Regions from separate parts of the Bicyclus anynana genome. Here region 2 is linked to region 1. A link is a contact called in public Hi-C data. All regions are on one chromosome and are shown on one strand. Each heading gives the region's core, a stretch centred on a gene start, on an enhancer-like site or on the middle of the called end of the contact. The rest is flanking DNA. Distances are from core to core; before and after follow the strand shown. Region 1 holds the start of LOC112047334 (all trans-polyprenyl-diphosphate synthase PDSS2). Region 2 overlaps LOC112047329.

Region 1 (3,700 bases), core at 537-3,036:
GTGATTGTTTTTTGCGGTGGTTTGTAGTAGGTATCTATAGTATCTATCATACTAGCGGACCCGGTCAAGCTTCGTTGTGACATAAGTGCACTTATTCTCTATCCCTACTCTACCCTTCTTTACCTCTACCCCTACCCTACCCCTGCCCTACCCCTACCCTACCCCTGCCCTACCCCTACCCTACCCTACCCCTACCCTACCCCTACCCTACCTCACCACTACCCCACCCCTACCCCCGTAACCCCCCTACCCCCCTCCCCCTACCCCCCTCCCCCTCCCCCCTACCCCACCCCTACACAACCCATACCCCCATACACCCCTAACCCCCTCCCCCTACCCCCCACCCCACCCTACCCTACCCCACCCCTACCCCACCCCTACCCTACCTCTACCCTACCCCACCCCTACCCCACCCTACCCTACCCCTACCCTACCCCTACCCTACCCCTACCCCACCCCATATTGCGAAGCAATTGTTACAGACCAAAACATGCGAGACATAATTGTTTTTTTAAGTAAAGTTTTATCCCCACATCAACTTCACAGGGATAAATTTATCGCGTTTAAATGTCAAAAGTCCCAAAGTATATCATTTTATCCACTCCATATGCCATAGTCGAGGAAAAGATCTCCACGCGTAATGTCAATCGGGGATTAATTTGTCTTTTCCTAGTGGCCATGCTATGACGGGTGGATTTATATCCTTAGTCAGTGGATATAATGGGTGGATAAAAATTTTGTCCCTTGCCCATGCTAGCCCGGCTGATGTTCAAAAATAAGTAAAATGAAATAGCTCTACGATTAAATACTCCGGCCTGAAAGTTCAATCCCCGACCATCCGAGTCATCTATACTAATCTATACTAATATTATAAAGCTGAAGAGTTTGTTTGTTTGTTTGTTTGTTTGATTGAACGCGCTAATCTCAGGAACTACTGCTCTGATTTGAAAAATTCTTTCACTGTTAGATAGCCCATTTATCGAGGAAGGCTATAGGCTATATTATGCCCATATTTCCACGGGAACGGGAACCACGCGGGTGAAACCGCGCGGCGTCAGCTAGTCAGACTATATTGTACACATTCCTCGCACAAACTATATAGTGAGTTAGGAAAGGAATATAACTAATATTATTTTGAAAGACAGAAATATTCGTAAAAATAGCAATAAATATATTTTTGAATATAGAACATTACTAACTTCGCAGTTTTCAGTAGAGGATGATTGCTGCCGACGAGCTTCCTCAAATGCAACGCAACGTTAGCTATTTCGTCGCTCAAAACCCATCGGAGGCTTAGAAACGAAGTCGGGTAGCCGACTATCTTCTCTGCCTCGCTGACGGCCCGGTTCCAGTCCGGCTTCGTGTTTTGTTGGGCAACTGCACGGAGATTGGCACTCGTGTTCAATTCACGCGAGGATCCCAAATATTTCGCAACCAACGCACTCGATGGGCTGACTCTGCTGACTTTCACTAAATCGTAACGCACTACACAACGCAAACAACTGAAACTCATTTTTGCACAGTTATCAACACCAAAAATTTAAACTTAAATCCAAAATATTGATATAAACTAGGAAAAATTATAGCCCACGGCCTTAACAAAATTAATTTTATATGTATATGCGGATTGACAAAGAGTTAACTTTGAGATATTCTATTGCAAAACTTGTAAGTTTATGCAACGTTTACGTAAATTGATATTTCGTAAATTGTTTTATGTACGCGCCACATTACGAACGGTCAACTCTTTGCCGCTAAAATATTTAACTGATATACGATTGGTCAATCAGAGCTGAATGGGGATAAAGTGCGGAATGAAATTGTGACGTATAGCGAGGTGGAGGAAGGTGTTGCCATATAAACAAAACTTGCTGAAATTAGGGCACATCGGTTTGTATGTCACGATGTGATAATTACATGATTATCTTGTTACAACTTACAACAAAACAAAATAATATTAAAAATATATCTACTCATTTTGTTTACCTAAGAATATAATTATCTAACATAGTGAAACTTTAACGTAAACTATAATACAGTATTATTAGTTTTACCTTAGCACAGGTAAAATTAGCTACTATTAGATGGTATATAATTTACTGTCGGATCGTAGATTTTCTTGAACTTATTTAAGTTTACTGTATACTTCTTCAAAACTATAGTTTTATTTAATATTTTTTTACTCATTTTCTACTTTTTAATTAGGGTAATTATTTCTTTATATAATAACAACACTTGTTGAAATTTCAATCTTGATTTAACCAATCAGAAGCTTCCATATGACATTCGTTCACCATACGAAAATCCCATTCGCTCAAAATTCAAATCAATCAAGTTCAGTCACTCGCGTATCACCGGTTTGTGTAGTCGACTGATAAGGGTCACTACAATTTACCGGCATTTTCAGTGCTCTTGATTTTACAAATCTTAACTAAAACTATTGTGTTTCTGTTATATTACAGCTTTGGTCTGTACAAGTGCTTTATATAGTGCGTTAGCCGTGCACAGTTTCGTTTACTTATCGAACTTGCTTTGAGGTAAGGAATTCTGTGCACTCAATATTTTTCTGCTAACCGATTACCGATCATAGTTAGCCAAGGCCCAGGCCCACGTGTATTTGCATACGTGGTAAACACTGCAGTCAGTGTAAACTGAAACTACATGTTGTCGACAAGATGTTAATAATTTTCCATGAATACCTTTCCATACACGATTTTCAATTCCCAAGGCACCCTACTGTTTGACAAAGAACTGCGCAGTTCTCTGATCATCTTTAATATTTGAAATAACATTTATCAATAATCTGAAAAAGACTAATAATTCTAGTTTTAATAATATTATAATGATAACTACTATGGTCCATTTCATCAATTATATTTAAACACTGCTGTGCATAATAAGCACAGTGTTAAATTATAGATTTAAGGTTTTACCTATTAATCGCAATGAGTTAAACTTAAAACCATACAATTTAACAATGCTGTTAGAAAATTTCTTCTCTAATTTAGTTACACAGGTCTTAATTTATTCTAATCTGTCTGATAAGTTATTATAATAAGTATTAACGATACTATTAGAAAACATGTAAAAACATACTTAAAGAAGTTGTAATCTTCTTAGGCCATTAAACTAAAAGTAAATGCTTGCCGTTGCTCGCACTAAAACATGACTGTGTACAACTTGAAGAAGTTGAATATTAATTGCTGTTTTATTTTTAAAACAGGGATAAGAAAATGATAATTTGTATTTTGTACAGGAATTTTAGGTTTTACAAAATTAACTGGTTCAGCTTAGCTAGCATGTGTGAGAGAATATAGTCAAAGTATTCCAGGAAGTATGTTTGTGTATTAACTGAAAGATTGTCAATTCCTTCAGTTTAACTCAACATTTGTCAGTACATTTTATTATCTATGTAATACATCTATTCTTAAATACTTAGCTTTGGAGGCTTTGGCCATGGCTAGTTACCACCCTACCAACAAAGACGTACCACCAAGTAATTTAGTATTCCGTTACAATATCGTGTAGAAACTGAAAGGGGTCTTCTTTCTTCTGGGCCATTTCCGCACTTGGCCACGTGCTTGGCCGTTGTACATGGTCAACTGAAAGGGGTGTGGATTTTCATCCTGATCCTGCCAAGTTAGCTTGCTTTCATCTTAGATTGTATCATCACTTACCATCAGGTGAGACTGTAGTCAAG
Region 2 (3,715 bases), core at 394-2,893, 36 kb after region 1:
GGAAAAGCAAACTTATTTTCTTAAATTTTTGTTTTGTATAGAAAATTAAGTAAATATCTTGAACATGGCCATTTTGTTTTTCGTTATGTTGTTTAATTTACTTGCAATTAGGTAAAAATGGTTTTGGCGCTCACGTCATAAAATTTGCATCGCGCGTCAATCGCTCCGTGCTTTTCAATCACGTGAAAGTCATAATTCGGCGTCTCGTTTGCGCTTCGAATTTTATCCATATCGTACCGACGCGCTGCGCGCTCTTAAGGTATTAGGTATTCAACGTTAAGTATAAACTAGCTAGAGGCTATCTATAATGATACCTAATAATTATTTTAGCCAACTGAATAAATGTACTCCGAAAAAAACGTATTGTAAAAACTACATACGTATGTAATTAATTACTAAAACCACACTAGGTTTAAAAATAATTTACCTTTTATAACACTAAATTATTATTTGCCCGGACTTACGATGCCACAAATACAAGAGACGTTTTGAAGGACAAAGTTCTCATATTACTGTTTTAAAAAGACATCTTTTACAACCGTATTTTTATGGTATTATCGCAATTGATGTGAGATTCTCTAACGTGGTACCATTATTTGAAAGGAATATTCATTTATTTGCACACGTCTATCGAACTCCTCTCAATAGCCAATCACAAGTGGTAACGAATTGACCTGGTCCAAATGAATGGAATTATTCCTTATTGAGCGATCGGTGTGGACTGTGGAATTCGAAACGCATTGAATTGAACTCGTTTTTATAACTTGCCCCATAACGTGGTGTTTTATGACACAAATATATGCAGTTCGCACTGGTTGTGGTAAAATCAGTAATTAAAGTTTATTTAGGGCCAATTCACATAATCCTAGCCCAGAGAAGTGATCCAGTACTTTATTACTCTGAAAAGAAATAATAGAGGATTTGCATTCGTAGTACTAAGTTATAAATCCAGTGATCATTAGATATGTAATTTAATAACTGGACGCGTTATTTAAGGGTAACCAATAATCCAGAGTATAGTCCGTAGTATATGCAATCCGATTGGTTAAAAATAACCGGATCCATCTAGACGTCATCTTCGCTGTAAATTAATTCTAGATGAATTATGACTTTTGTTTGAACTGGAATTATGTGAACGGGTCATTGTTTGAGAATTAAAAGAAGATATTAAACGTAATTTGATGTTATCAATCCCAATAGCGATGTTGGTAGAATTGGTTTTAAAATTTCGCTTCGATGGTAAAATTGGTTGCTATCTACTATTTATCATGACGAATTTAACGACCATTTCAAAATCATTTGTATTGCTTCGGGTTAAAATAATTCATTTTCATCATTACCATCAAAGCGAACAACATCGATCGAACCAACACATTTATAATTTGACACTCAAAACAATGTCACGTAGGTGTTCACGATAGACTAGTTCATATAATAGGGTAGACCCAAAAGTGCATTTTGTAATGGGCTCATTTGGCTCGCTTTCAGGTCAGGTGGCTCGTAACTCGGAGCCATATATGCGACAAGTGTTTGTTACCGGAGATATCGCCGACGAAAACCAACTCGCACGTCAGGTAAGCGCTGAACAGCAAGCGAGAACATAACCGGAACACACCGACTAATAAATACATCTCATACGAGTATGAACTCGCAAAGTGTGTATTGCGATTTCAGACTCCCCCATATGTATCTGTTAGGACCCAAAGCACTCTTGGAGCTTTCATTTCAGATCGTTGCGCCGCGCGCGTCACCGCCGGATCTCCGCCCGTCGTTGCAAACGTAAATTTACAAACCCTTTATGTATTAAATGATACCCTTGCCTTGACGTAGTTTGCTCGTTGGCTGTTACTTGGAACGGTGCTGTGTTGTGTTCGCAGATATTCGTGCTCCGCAAGAGGGCGTCCCATGAGCTGGTGGTGCCTGGCGCTCGGTTCTATATCTGCAGCTTGTCATTGAGAACTGTTGTCTACAAGGGGCTTCTGACTTCTAATCAATTATGGGTAAGTACCTTTAAAGCCCAGAATAGAATATCAGCATAATCTATCTATAACTTGCTTTAAGACCTTGGCCTCACTAGAACTACAGCAAGTTTCTATATTCGAATGTATGTATGTATGTAATAGTAGGATCTTACCAATTTTGGCTAAGCAAGGAGAACAACACGAGCGGAGAAGGGGAGGGTTAGCTAACTGTCTAGTATGTCCTTAACCCTACACCCAACGTCACAAGTCCGGGGATCTATTTGCTCAGGGTTTTTCTCTCTGCCCCACAATGGACCCGGCACCCGCACGGTGAATCCATGGAATGCTAAGATATTCCTCTCGACTTGAGCCGTAAGAAGCAAATATTTGCTTGACTGTTTGCGTTTAAATATTCAAATAATTAATTTTGAAACCTTTAATTGCGCTTCTAACCTAAGCCAACCCGAATTCGCGTATGTGTGTAACGTCAACTTCAGTGAACAAATTATTTTCTAACTTTAATAATTGCTTAGCGAAGAATGATCATGACGTCTTGTTGTAGGAATACTTCAAGGATCTGAACAACCCGGCGTTCACGACGTACCTCGCGTTAGTGCACACTCGATTCTCAACCAACACCTTCCCCAGCTGGGAACGTGCCCATCCTTTGAGGTAAAATATAATCAAGTATTGACATATAGCTCTCCACCTCGTTCATAGCAACGGTATATCGGACATATTATATTTATACGTTTTATATTATGTATATATATAATATGTCCGACTATCCATCTAACACACGCCTTTATCTATCTTCGCATTTTAAAATACGTAAGTAAAGCTTGGCCAAGACATAATTATAAAGATTAAAGATGATTTATGGGACACATTTTATGATCTATTTACAAAAGAAATATTGAATTGAAAGTAGGTAAATATTATTTTTAGAACTCATGTTCCTAGAACATTTTGAATTAATTTTAGGTAAATAATATAATAATCCCAGAGTTATGGAAAATACTCCCCAGCACCCTATATTTTACTCTTGGTCGTGCTGGAAACAATAAAAACATTTTAAATTTATTTTACGTTTCAGAGTACTTGCCCACAATGGCGAAATAAATACATTACGAGGTAATGTAAATCTCATGAAGGCTCGGGAGGGAGTCATGAAGAGCGAGCTTTTTGGAAAAGGTGAGTCTTCCATTACCGAACTAGAAACATTAAATCTTGTATATAATTATATATATGATAACTACATACTTGGGCAAAAAGGCACAAGAAGACCATTGGCAAGAGGGTAGACGAAAAAAAAACAGCTGAAATTTTGAAATTTTGCTGTTATTCCTCTCGCACCCACATCTAAACTAACCACATGGACATTTTTAGTTAGTTCATTTGTTACTTATTAAATCATAATTTTTATTAGCTTTTATTATGGTCCTTGGGCATATTTGTTTTCCACAGAACAGTAAATATATACAATCTTTTCCGAATATAAGAATGGTCAATCATCCTTACTTTTCAGCCTGTATAAATAAACTATAAATGTTTCGCAGATTTGAAGAAGCTCTACCCGGTAGTGGAGCCGAATCTCTCTGACTCCGGCTCAGCGGACTGCGTGCTGGAGTTCCTCCTCCACTGCGGCAACCGCACGCTGCCCGAGGCCGTCATGACCATGGTGCCCGAGGCCTGGCACAACGACCCCACCATGCCGAAGGAGCGGCGCGACTACTACCAGTGGGCCTCGTGCG

What was found. Hi-C and Micro-C count contacts between places; a contact is called where the count stands out from the background.
Region 2: a Hi-C map of whole body shows a contact between it and region 1, with 2.1 times the contacts expected there. The contact joins the enhancer-like site here to the promoter of LOC112047334 in region 1. A contact is called at or near these places in 2 of 2 Hi-C or Micro-C datasets (whole body and whole larva).

Annotation. Positions count from the first base shown.
Region 1 is chr7:1,211,899-1,215,598 of ilBicAnyn1.1, forward strand. It overlaps LOC112047334 (all trans-polyprenyl-diphosphate synthase PDSS2), which reads right to left and starts at 1,787. Exons shown (of 7, transcript XM_024084424.2): 1 at 1,200-1,787. The coding sequence starts at 1,513. LOC112047329 reads left to right here and starts at 2,329. Exons shown (of 43, transcript XM_052882370.1): 1 at 2,329-2,537.
Region 2 is chr7:1,247,953-1,251,667 of ilBicAnyn1.1, forward strand. It overlaps LOC112047329, which reads left to right. Exons shown (of 43, transcript XM_052882370.1): 5 at 1,489-1,574; 6 at 1,878-2,000; 7 at 2,524-2,633; 8 at 3,058-3,155; 9 at 3,521-3,715. Among protein-coding and RNA genes, the nearest start is that of LOC112047330, 33 kb to the right of the region's middle. Within about 2 kb of position 1,644, at least 4 of the 8 cell types and tissues checked have open chromatin away from gene starts, as enhancers often do.